Linked DNA regions of Rattus norvegicus: region 1 is linked to region 2. A link is a contact called in public Hi-C data. All regions are on one chromosome and are shown on one strand. The core of a region is the stretch at or near the end of the contact, and the rest is flanking DNA. Distances in the headings are between cores, read along the strand shown.

What was found. Hi-C and Micro-C count contacts between places; a contact is called where the count stands out from the background.
Region 1: a contact with region 2 is called in a Hi-C map of Schwann cells, with 6 times the contacts expected there. The contact joins two enhancer-like sites. A contact is called at or near these places in 9 of 12 Hi-C or Micro-C datasets (the Rat2 cell line, Schwann cells, frontal cortex and 4 more) and 1 of 1 datasets of contacts at active chromatin or transcription factors (oligodendrocytes).

The regions. Positions count from the first base shown.
Region 1 is chr7:60,422,891-60,428,275 of GRCr8, reverse strand. The region is part of intron 6 of Ppm1h (protein phosphatase, Mg2+/Mn2+ dependent, 1H); the gene reads right to left. It overlaps LOC134479883 (a long non-coding RNA gene), which reads left to right. Exons shown (of 2, transcript XR_010053727.1): 1 at 1-2,977; 2 at 3,636-4,296. Among named protein-coding and RNA genes, the nearest start is that of Mirlet7i, 100 kb to the left of the region's middle. Within about 2 kb of position 2,600, at least 61 of the 93 cell types and tissues checked have an H3K27ac peak or open chromatin away from gene starts, as enhancers often do. A contact at or near this core is called in Schwann cells, where this site is marked.
Region 2 is chr7:60,350,561-60,355,730 of GRCr8, reverse strand. All of the region lies in intron 3 of Ppm1h (protein phosphatase, Mg2+/Mn2+ dependent, 1H), which reads right to left. LOC134479882 (a long non-coding RNA gene) reads left to right here. Exons shown (of 2, transcript XR_010053726.1): 1 at 1-759; 2 at 3,238-5,170. Among named protein-coding and RNA genes, the nearest start is that of Ppm1h, 130 kb to the right of the region's middle. Within about 2 kb of position 3,285, at least 55 of the 93 cell types and tissues checked have an H3K27ac peak or open chromatin away from gene starts, as enhancers often do. A contact at or near this core is called in Schwann cells, where this site is marked.

The DNA.
Region 1 (5,385 bases), core at 1,351-3,850, 73 kb before region 2:
GTCTTCACCCCATCTCCGCAGAGTGGAGATTTTGCTCTGTGTTCTGCGGCCAGACTGCTGCTAAGCCAGCCCGTAATAATCGTTAAACTATGAAAACACAAGTTGCTGGGAGGAAATGAATACCAGCTTTCACTAGGGAAAGGCCTGCTTTCTTCTGAAGTAATTATAAAATTAAAATGTGATATTTCTCTGGTGAGTCTCAAAAGCTTCCCAGGGCGGTCCACAGCACAACAGAAATGTCAGGATTTGCAACAGAGTGGGACTGAGAAATCCTTCTGCGCCCCAAAAACGCCAGTCAGAGACATCCGCGAATGAATTCCAAAGATTGGGTTAAGAGTGATTAAGAGCAAAGAGAAGGAAAAGTAGAGACTTTGGATTTTTCAATGACTCTGTAAAACTCAAGAGTCGAGCCACTAGAAAATGCAGACTTTCTAAGTAAGACTAATACTGCCGAGCTAATTAGACCCACAGGCATGACCGACATATAAATTCAAGCCCCAGAGAAGGGTGCTGTCCCTTTAAGAGCTGCCTGGGGATCAGTGGGCAAGCTAATGAGAAGTGTCAGTAATGCAACTTTATGAGGTGGCCTGAGGGAGGCGGGAGCCTGGGGTTCCTGTAACAGGGCTTCTGGCTTGACTCAATAAATCAATTTGTATTAAATGTGGGTGCCACTCTGGAGTTGGCCGCAAGCCCTTCTCATCTCTCTACTCCTCTGCTATGATCTACCTGGATGTATTGACAGAGGGCACAGAGGAAAGATAATACCCTCGGAACTCCGCCCCGGCAGCCCCCCACACACACTCTGGGCTGCCTCCAATGGGTCTCTCTTTCCAGAAAGTGTTTGGATTATTGGTAAAAGCCCAAGGCTATGGGGCTGGGTCTTTTCATTACTGAGCTGGGCTCCAGGCTGTGGACTGTGAATAAAGGTCACCCTGAAAAGGAACTGAAAGGCTTGGGACTGAACTTACTTTTTAATCAGATCCCCAGGATCTGAGCTACTTCCCAAGAAGTAAAAGAAAAGGCGAGAAGGAAGGCAGCAACATCTGGCAGCAACCTAGGGAGTGGTAGGGGGAGGCTGTGCTTCTGCGCTGAAAGGGAGGATAGAAGACTAGGGGGACAATGGAGGGAGGCTGGGAGGGTGCTTCTGTACAGATTGGGGAGGGTGGCATAGGGAGTAGTAGGGGGAGACTGGGAGGGTGCTTCTGCACAGAATGGGGGGAGGGAGGAAGCTATTTGGGTAGATGAGGTGGGCTTCCCTTCATGGTCAGCAGCATGTATTTTTTTTTCTTTCTGCCCAGCAAGGGGACAGCTGGAAATGAGGTAGATATTCCTAAATGCCATGACAGAAGTCCCTAGGCATTTGGAAGGTGGAGCAAAGCCCATGCCCCAGCTACCTCATTAAGGCCATGACTTCCCTTTGTTTTTCCCTACTAAATGTCTGTCTGTCCATCTGTCCGTCCATCTATCTAGCTATCTCTCATCTATAAGTCTAATCTAATATCTATTAATCTAATCCAATCTATTTAGAGATAGGATCTCATCTATCCCAGCCTGGCCTTAAGTCCACTATATGGCTGAGGAGGATCTTGAATTTCTAATCCTCCTGCATCCACCTGCTAAGTGCTGGGATTATGGACATGTGCCACCATGCCCCATTTTTATTGTGCCAGAGATGAAACCCAGGGTCTCATACACTGTAGGCAAGTCCTTAGCATCCCTAGCTCCCTGCTCACCCTTCGCTGTGGGATGCTCAGCTACAACTTCTGCCACAGCCTGACCAGACTCATGCTCGCCCATCATCCAGACCACAGTTCACCTGAAATGAATGCTCTAACTTGCACCATCTAATCCAGTAGCCACTAGCTGGGTGTGGCTACTGAGCAAGTGACATGTGGGCAGTGAGACTTGGTGAATTAATTTTTAATTTTATTTAATTTTTAACTAACTGAAATTTAAGTGGCCACATGTGGCTGCTGGATATTATGTTCGAGAGCATAGGAAAAAATGGAGAGGTTCCCTTCGCTTTTATTGAGGCAGGGAATGCTGAACCGAGAAAATGAAGGCTGATTTCATTGGCTTCCCGGTGGAAAAATCCCAATTTGCTCATAGCTTTAAGGAAACAGAGGAGGGGGAAATTACACTGACACATCATTAACTTAGAATCATTAGATGTTTAAGGACTGCAAGAGATGAAAATAAAAGGTCAAGATCTCTGGGTTCTGCTTCTCCCAGAAGCTCAAAAACCAGAACAATGCTTACCCAAGCCCCCTCTAGACACCGAGAGAAGCATTTTACAAATAAGGGACTTTGGCAGAGCAAAAAATATCAAAATGTCTATCACCCAAAGCAATAAACCATGTGATCCCATGTTGTCAGCACATCATCCACCCACTGCCCCCTCAACGGGGCCATCGTGAACATGACAGGTAGAGAGGCTTGGCTTGAACGAAGAAGTCTGGTGTGCACTGCTTATACCCACCACCATCTGGAAGAAACCTCACATTTGCATGATGGACTTTTCTTCATTGACCCTTGCCCTCTCTACAAATCCCATCAGCCCAGAGCAGCTGCTGGAGAATCTGGCTTGAAGCCAGGGGTGAAGTCACAGCCTCCTCCCACACCAATGCCATCTTGGGCTCAGCACCCCATGTGGCTGGATGAAGGGCAAGGAGAACACTGATCCCTACATGAGAAAAGTGAAGTCGCCAGCAGTCCCCGGAGCAGGGACCCGGTGCCACAAAGCCAGCTGTGAGAAACTGTTGTTTCAAGTCGGTAACAAAGATGCTTGCCAGCAAATTACAGTCTAAGACAGCTCAGAGTGCTGCGGGCTGGGCCACGGAGCTCTCGAGCTGACAGGATGCCAGCTACGCCAGCTACAGCGAGCATCCCGCAAGAGCAGCTCCACACAAAGGGCCAGGGAGGAGGGGCACCAGCCTGGGGATTCTGGCACCCAGACCAATGACACAAGGCACAGAAGGTGAGAGCTGAGTGGGTGATGGGGAGGGCGGGGAGCAAGGAAAGGCCACACCAGGGGCCAACTCAGAGCGCCCCTCCCCTCTTAGACAAAGGCTTTGTAAATAAATCAAGCCACTGAGCGAACCATCAGAGGAGATGGGGCAGTGGGGGGGGGGGGGAGTCAGGGAAGCAACCAATTTCATTAAGAAATTGGCCCTGGTGACAATAACCTTTTGTCCTCTAAACAATCTGGGCCTCCCCAGCTGCTCCACAGTCCCCGAGAAAGTATGAGGGTGGGAGAGAAAGGGTCCCTATCAGGAAGGAACAGTTTCATCTTTAATTATGAGACAAGGCTTCCCAGAGCTGACACCCTCTCCCACACTTCCTCCCTGCTGCACACACACCGCAGAATGCCAGCACGGTGCTCCCCTAATGAGAGGCGTCAATTTCCCTATGCACAGGTTCTTTGGAGATACTGCCGAACACACACACACACACACACACACACACACACACACACACACACACACACACACACACACACAGTTTCCTATGCACAGACTCTGGGTGAAAAGTCGGAGGCATCCAGTTTTAATTTGGCTAATGGTCCATGGGGTCCACATTAGGAGGGAAGAAAGTCACTGCCTTGCATTTTCTAAGATACAATGTTTCATCCTCAGGTCCATAAAGGACTGCTGAGGAGACACCCGTGTGAAGGGAGCTCCTCTGCTTACATTTCTAGCAGAGCTCAAAACTGAATGGAGATGCCTGTGGGTCATGAGACCCCTTTGGGCGGGTCCGACGACCCTTTCACAGGGGTCACAGATCAGATCTCTCCACTACAATTCATGAAAGTAGCAATTAAGGTTATGAAGTAGCAACGAAAATAATTTTATGGCCACGGCAGGAGGAACAGTATTAAAGGGTTCAGCCTTAAGAAGGTAGAGAGCCACTGCCCACTGCCTGCTGCCCTAGGGAAGAGCTGGCTGGCCTATGACATACAAGGAGTCCTGAAATAAGATGGAGATACTCGAGCTCCAGTCCACGTGCTCAACAGATGATGAAACAAGGGGGACTCAATACTCCGTCATCAGCAAGCAGTACAGAAGACAGTTGTGCACACTTAAAATGACACATCTCAGGGCTGGAGAGATGGCTCAGTGATTAGAGCACTGGCTGCTCTTGCAGAGGTCCTGAGTTCAATTCCCAGCAACCACATGGTGGCTCACAACCATCTGTAAATGAGATCAGTGCCCTCTTCTGGTGTGTCTGAAGACAGCTATAGTGTACTTATATATAATAAGTAAATAAATCTTTAAAAAAATAAAGTACGATGACACATCTCGGGCCACATCCCACCCTTTCCTCATACTAGTCTGGTAATGACGAACAAGTTAACCTTTCTGCCTCTGTCTCTTCGCCTGTAGGATGTACTGAGTATGTCGGCTACTTTAACAGCAAGCATCTGAGGAATTAGATAAAGCTCTCGTCACAGGGCTTGGTCCTTAGCTCTTCCAGTAACTCAGCCAGCTGTTACTCTCATGACTAATAGAGGAAGTGAAAACCCTCCACAACTAGGAATTTCCTGCAAGGATTGAACAGCGTAGGAGAGTGTGGGCCTTTTGTTAGCCATTTTAGAGGAAAAGAGTTCATGGCCCAAGTTACTCCCAAAGCCAAGAAACACAAGGCAAGGGGAGGTAAGGAACAATTTGCATCCTGGAGCAGGATACACTCCCATAGCTCGGCCTGTCCACTTGCAGCTAACACCACCCACCTAGTAGTCGTTTAAGGTTTTACCGGGAAAAGAAACAGGCTGCAAATCCTCTGACCCTTCTCGTGAATTAGTGCTGCAACCTTTCTCCTGTATAGGCAACTGGGAAAGGGAGCAGACACCATGCTTTGGAATGACTCCCTGGGGCCTGGGGACGTAGCTCAGTTGGTAGTGTGTTTATGTAGCATGCACAAAGCCCTAGCTTCGGGCCTGCAAAATCAGGTGTGATGGCGCACGCCTACAAACCCAGCACTTGGGAGGAATGGACGGGAAGGATCAGAAGTCTAGCCCTGGTGTAGGACTGTACTAAACTCCCCCTAAATCTGTGGCTCGTGAAGGAGCACTTCCTAAGGACTCACAAGGCCTCGGCTTCCATCTCTGGCTGTACACATAGCAAGCTCCAGGCTGGCTTAGGCTGTGAGAGACCCTTACGACATCCACCCCCTCACCCCCCACCCCCACCAAATAAACAATTAAACGTGCTACACAAAACAAAACCAAAACAACCATTAGAGCACTGAAAACACTTTGAAGTGCAGCTTGTTCTGGTTGGGTCAGAAATGGGATCTACACAGGCTGCATGTGTGCCGTGTAAACGGGTTTTTGAACTTCCCAAGTTCCTCTCACAAAGATTCAAATGGCTTTCCTCCTCCCGTTTT
Region 2 (5,170 bases), core at 2,036-4,535:
CACCTGGATGGATCAATCTATAGTTAACCAGTTGTCCTTCAAAGCCTGTATGACCTGACACACAATGAAACAGTCTCGAGGAAAATTAAAGGCAGACCAACACCCTCGCTGATAGACAACGTTAACACCATTCTGCGTCACTGAAAGAGCCAACAGTCTGTGTCTTTGGGAAAACAGCGGCTGAGTGGTGACTCCTATTCCCTACACTCCTATTCCCTATTCACCCACTGCTGAGGCAGAGTGAGAGAGAAGGTAGGTTGGGTAAAAACTGTGAGAGGGAGAAACGGTACCCGGGATGCCCAGACAGTGCTGAGGTCTTGGGTATTTTTGTGAGTCCTAAAGTCTCAGAATTGAAGTTAGCTGCTTCCTGTGGCCTCCTCAGGAAAAGGCGGAGGGGGAAGGGGGGAGGAGGGAGGGGGGAGGGGGAAGTGGGGGAGAACATCTAATCATCCAGCATTGGACCACAGCGGCTGTGTTCCAGGTGTTAGGAGTAGGGACAGAACAAGCAATAGCTTCCCAAGCTGAGGAGGGCACAGACTGGGGCAGCAACTGCTTAAAAGAACACGGAAAAAGATGGCTTCCGCTGCCTATGCCTGCAGCCCTTGCATGCAGGAGCGTGATACAGAAGGCTGACTAGGGCTATTACTAAGACCCTATATAAAAACGGTAAATAAAGAGGTGGTTTAAAAGGCCATACAGGAGGGAGAGACTAACGTCGAGGACCAGAGCCAGGTTGAGGAGCTGAGGAGCCATGGTAAGGTACGTATGGGGGCTGTGGTGTGTGTGAGGCTGTGGTATGTGTGGGGGTCTTGGGGTGTGTGAGGGCTGTGGGAGTTTAAGAAAACCAAGAAGCCTTTTCGGGAGAAGACAGCAACTTCAAGGGCTACAGAGGGGCCGAGCATGAGCGCTGTTCAGTGGGCTACACTGCCTTTTAGCATTTACTTCCTTAAATGCTCTATAAACTGTTTCCTTAAGGAGTGCTAGGAAGATTAAATTCGGGGTGGGGGTTGAGGTCAGGTCTCAGCCACAGTCACAGGATCCTTACCACAGCCTGGAAATGTCACCATTGAGAGCAGTGGCCATTCTTGTCCCCTTCAGACCCTTGGCCTCTGTATCAGGGCCAGTTAAACATCGCTTTAGTAGTGTCTATGAATGGACCTATAAAGGAATGGACTTAACAAAAAAAGTCTGGATTTCTAAACCAACATCTCACCCACCACCTTACCCATGAGAGGAGAAACAGAGGCTCCTTCTCACAAATACCACATTTACCAAGCAGATGCACATCGAGATACTAAGAACCCTGGCTGCAGCTGACTGCCAGTGCTCTAGAGAGAAGCCTATGACATCATGTGCCAAGGATGGTAGGAAACTCAAGGTGAAGGGTAGGAGGGGCGTGTGGCTCTGTGGGGAAGTCTCTCAAGGAAGAGAGAGGAAAACACCAAGAGATCTGGGTTTTTCTGTTCAGTGTCTAGAATATAAAGAATCCCTCTGTGGGAAGATTTGTTCATTTTTTTTACATCAAAAGTTAAAAAGTTTGATGTATATATATTTAAAATATAATAAATATATAAAGTAGTAAACCCAAGTCCAGATCCACCATCACTATTTTTCGTATATTAAAAGGCACAGTTCAAGCTATGGAAAATTTTCCTTCTTACTTGCAATCAATATCCGTTGACTATGTAAGTCTGAATGAAGGGCACTATTTATTAAAGATTCTTGAAGCATCCAAGTGTTTGCATGCTGCATATGGATTGGAATCTGGATGGCGTTTGACAGGCTTAAGTGAATTATTAGTGCAATCCGAAAGAGGAAAAAGAAAACCCTACACAAAGAGTCCACGTTAAAGGGCTGTTCGTGGTAAAGAATTCTCTAGGGATCGAAGCAAATAAGCTTATTCTGGGTCACAAGTGGGAACGCTATTTATCATGTAAGAATGATTTTAAAAATGACTTAATCCTTGGGAGGGATCAAGACAGTGTTCAACAATAAGATGTTCTGTTACAGCAGTGGAGTTCATATTTACTTTTAATGCTGGGGAACATTCTGGTTACTTTATTCAGCTTGTACCTTAAGATAAATTAACAGTATGGTTCTGCGTGTGTGTGTGTGTCTGTGTGTGTGTAGACAGACAGACAGACAGACACACTTTATTCAATTTGCTCCTGCCTTTCCTATATTTCAACTGTATATTATTTCTCTACCTCTCCCTGAATAAGCAATGTTACTTTCTTACGGAGAATGGATTCGAGACTAGCTACTTTTGAATCCAAGCAACCCTGCTTCCTCCCACATGCATGGTCTGACCAGCCCCTCCCCCACACCTGTGAGGGAGGCACACGTGCACACACAGTACTTAGAAGTGTGTTCTCTGCCAGCACTGTCGCTGGGATGTTTCTGCAGACTTCATCCCCTGAAGAATTCACTGACATTAACACACACTCTTCCATTTCTTCTAAAACTGTGTGCAACTAGAACAGATTCTAAAAATAATTGCTTCTCTCCCCTCCTCCCTGGAAGCCAAAATAGCACATTTTATTTTTTTTTCCTACCCACACCACCTACTCCTCTCTAGAAGATTCAGAAAATCTTTGTACTAAAAGGAACATTAAAGGACCATCTGGGTGGCTCTTTTACTATGAGATTAAACACGATAAATGCAGTCAATAAAGATATATTTACTGTGGAATGAACCACTTTTCCCTTTCCTCAGTCTTTCAAATCGGGCTAAGCTTTTTGCACTTTTACAAAAAATAAAAAAATAAAAAAAATCACACTGTCTATTTTTTAAGCCCTTGAGTTTTCAGTATCTTTTTCACAAGCTAACGTGATCAGGAGAAAAGCTGCCTACTGCTGTGTGCTGAACAGGAGCTCCAGGACTTCTCTCCATTTTAGTTGCCGGTGGATTCCAAGACATACAGCTAGAATGAGGAGCTAGCAAACATCTACCTACTAATTCCTTCCAAGTGTGGTCTACATGGGAAGGGACCAGAGAACTGAGTCTCTGACTGCTCAGTCCGGGGTCCCAATGCCCAGTGGAGGCAACGTGTTACTGAGAGGAGCTGAGTTATTCTGTTGCAACGGCTTAGACAATATGTTAGGGCGAGGCTCGTCTCTGAGTCAAAGAAAAGAGCCAATTCTTACGCTGCCTGCTTTTATTTGCTGTTTTTGTTGTTGTTGTTGTGGCAAGGGGTGGGGGCAGAGAGTGTGTGTAATGTGAGGCTCACTCAACAGGAAAGAGCTGCAAGAAAGAAAAAAAAAGCATATTTATCATCCGGAATGGCTGTAATTTGATTTGAAAGTCTCAGAGATGACGTGACTCCAGGCTCAGCCTTTGTTGCTCACCAGTTCCAGGTTGTGAAAAGAAAGCGCTGCGGGTCAGCAGAAGAAAGCCAGCGCCAGGCAGTTTTAATATACCTGGCAGCTCCCCCTGGCTGGGTTATAATATGGCTCTGAGCATGCTGCTAATAGTGTCAGTCACAAATAATAAGCTTCTGCATGGTTTCAGTATCCGGGTCTCATCCTGGCTTATTCTGAGAACAAGGCCATCTGCCAGCTAGGCAATGAGTTTCAAAGAGAAGAAGGAAAAACAGAAAAACGGGACTGTCCAATATCGCCACCTGCTGACTGCTGTGGAATTACAGGCCCATCCCTTCCTAGAAGAACTTCCAGCTGCAAACAAAGACTAAGCTTAAATAAAGAAGTTTAAACTTACCGTGAGTAGGCTGATTGAAATTCTAGACTTTATAAATTAGCAATTACCTTTGCATTCATTCTTATGATTGTATAATGTCGTTATATACTGCCCACACTTTCCAGTACTAGAAAATATGTAGTAGCCTTACAAGTTAAAACATTGTTACTTTGGGGGCTGACTAAACAACTCAGTAGTTAAGAGCACTGACTGCTCTTCCAGTGGGCCGGTGTTTGATTTCCTCAATCCACGTGGTGTTTTCCAACCATCTATAACTTGAGTTTCCAAGGGGGATCTGACACTTTTTTTTTTTTTTTTGGATATTGCACACATGTGGTACACAGACGTACATGTAGACAAAACACCCATATAGATAAAACAAAAATAAATCCCATGAAAGCTATTTTCTCCCTTATTAAAAAAATTACTAGGACATTCTCAGTTGCAAAGAACTTGCATGCATCATGTTACTGGGAAAACTGGGGTTCCCTTCGGGGTTCTCAATAGAAGAATTTTGAAATAGAGTCAGAAGAAGGAAGCCTCTGGACAATTTGTTTGTAGGCTCTGAGAGGAAAAACAGGAAGCCAGGCAAGCTGTAATCTTGGCAGTCGAGGAAGCAGGAGAGAGAAATCTGTGCCTTTTGAGGTAGGGTCCAAGAAGGCTGGCATGTTCAGCATCGGAGGCTGGCAGAAGAGGGAGGTCTTCAGAGAAAAGTGAGGAAGCTCAGAGTATCAGGGTTAGGCTTGAAAAATAGTTAGGCCTGAGGAAGAAGGAAATGGAAGGGTAGGAGCTCACAGGGTGGAAGCTCCACAAGGCCCTGCACTGAGGGAAGGGCTTCTGTTAAGTACAGTATTTTTTAAAGGCTTCCATAGCTTTAGCATGCCCTCAGGTGAACCATGTGTCCCGTGAGGCAGGTGTTTGGCACCACAAGCTAGGTTAATTCTTGGGGAAGGAGAAAATGGGTGCAGTGTTCTGAAGTTTGGGCAGATGGCCACTCAAGGCCAGAGGTGGATTCCATTCTTTGGGCTAAGAGGAAGTAGCTTAATGGTCTCAACAGAACACTGGCACTCCCATCTGATAAGTTCAAATACTACAGGGGCCAGTTTAGATTCCTCCCTCTCTAGGGCTACCAGGGAAATGACAGGTGAGGTCCAAAATCGGCCACAGGGAGGGGCCCATCCTCAATGGCTTCTAAGCTCAAGAAGATCTGCCTGGCTACCTACCTAACAATACTGAAAGGAAGTCAGTGAGCATTCGGAGAGTCTCTCAGCTTTCTCCTGAGCTTAAATCTTGTAGGTGGTAAGCTCAAAGGCTTGTCTGGCTTTGTTCCCAATCTTTGACAGCCACTCTAGTGATGGAATTAACTTCTTCTATGACTCTGAAGTGTTGTCTATTCAACCCAAACATTCTTTGTAGAGGGTTGTGCAGGGTGTGTGAGAGTAGGGATGGGGGTGGTTGGAACTAGGACTCAGA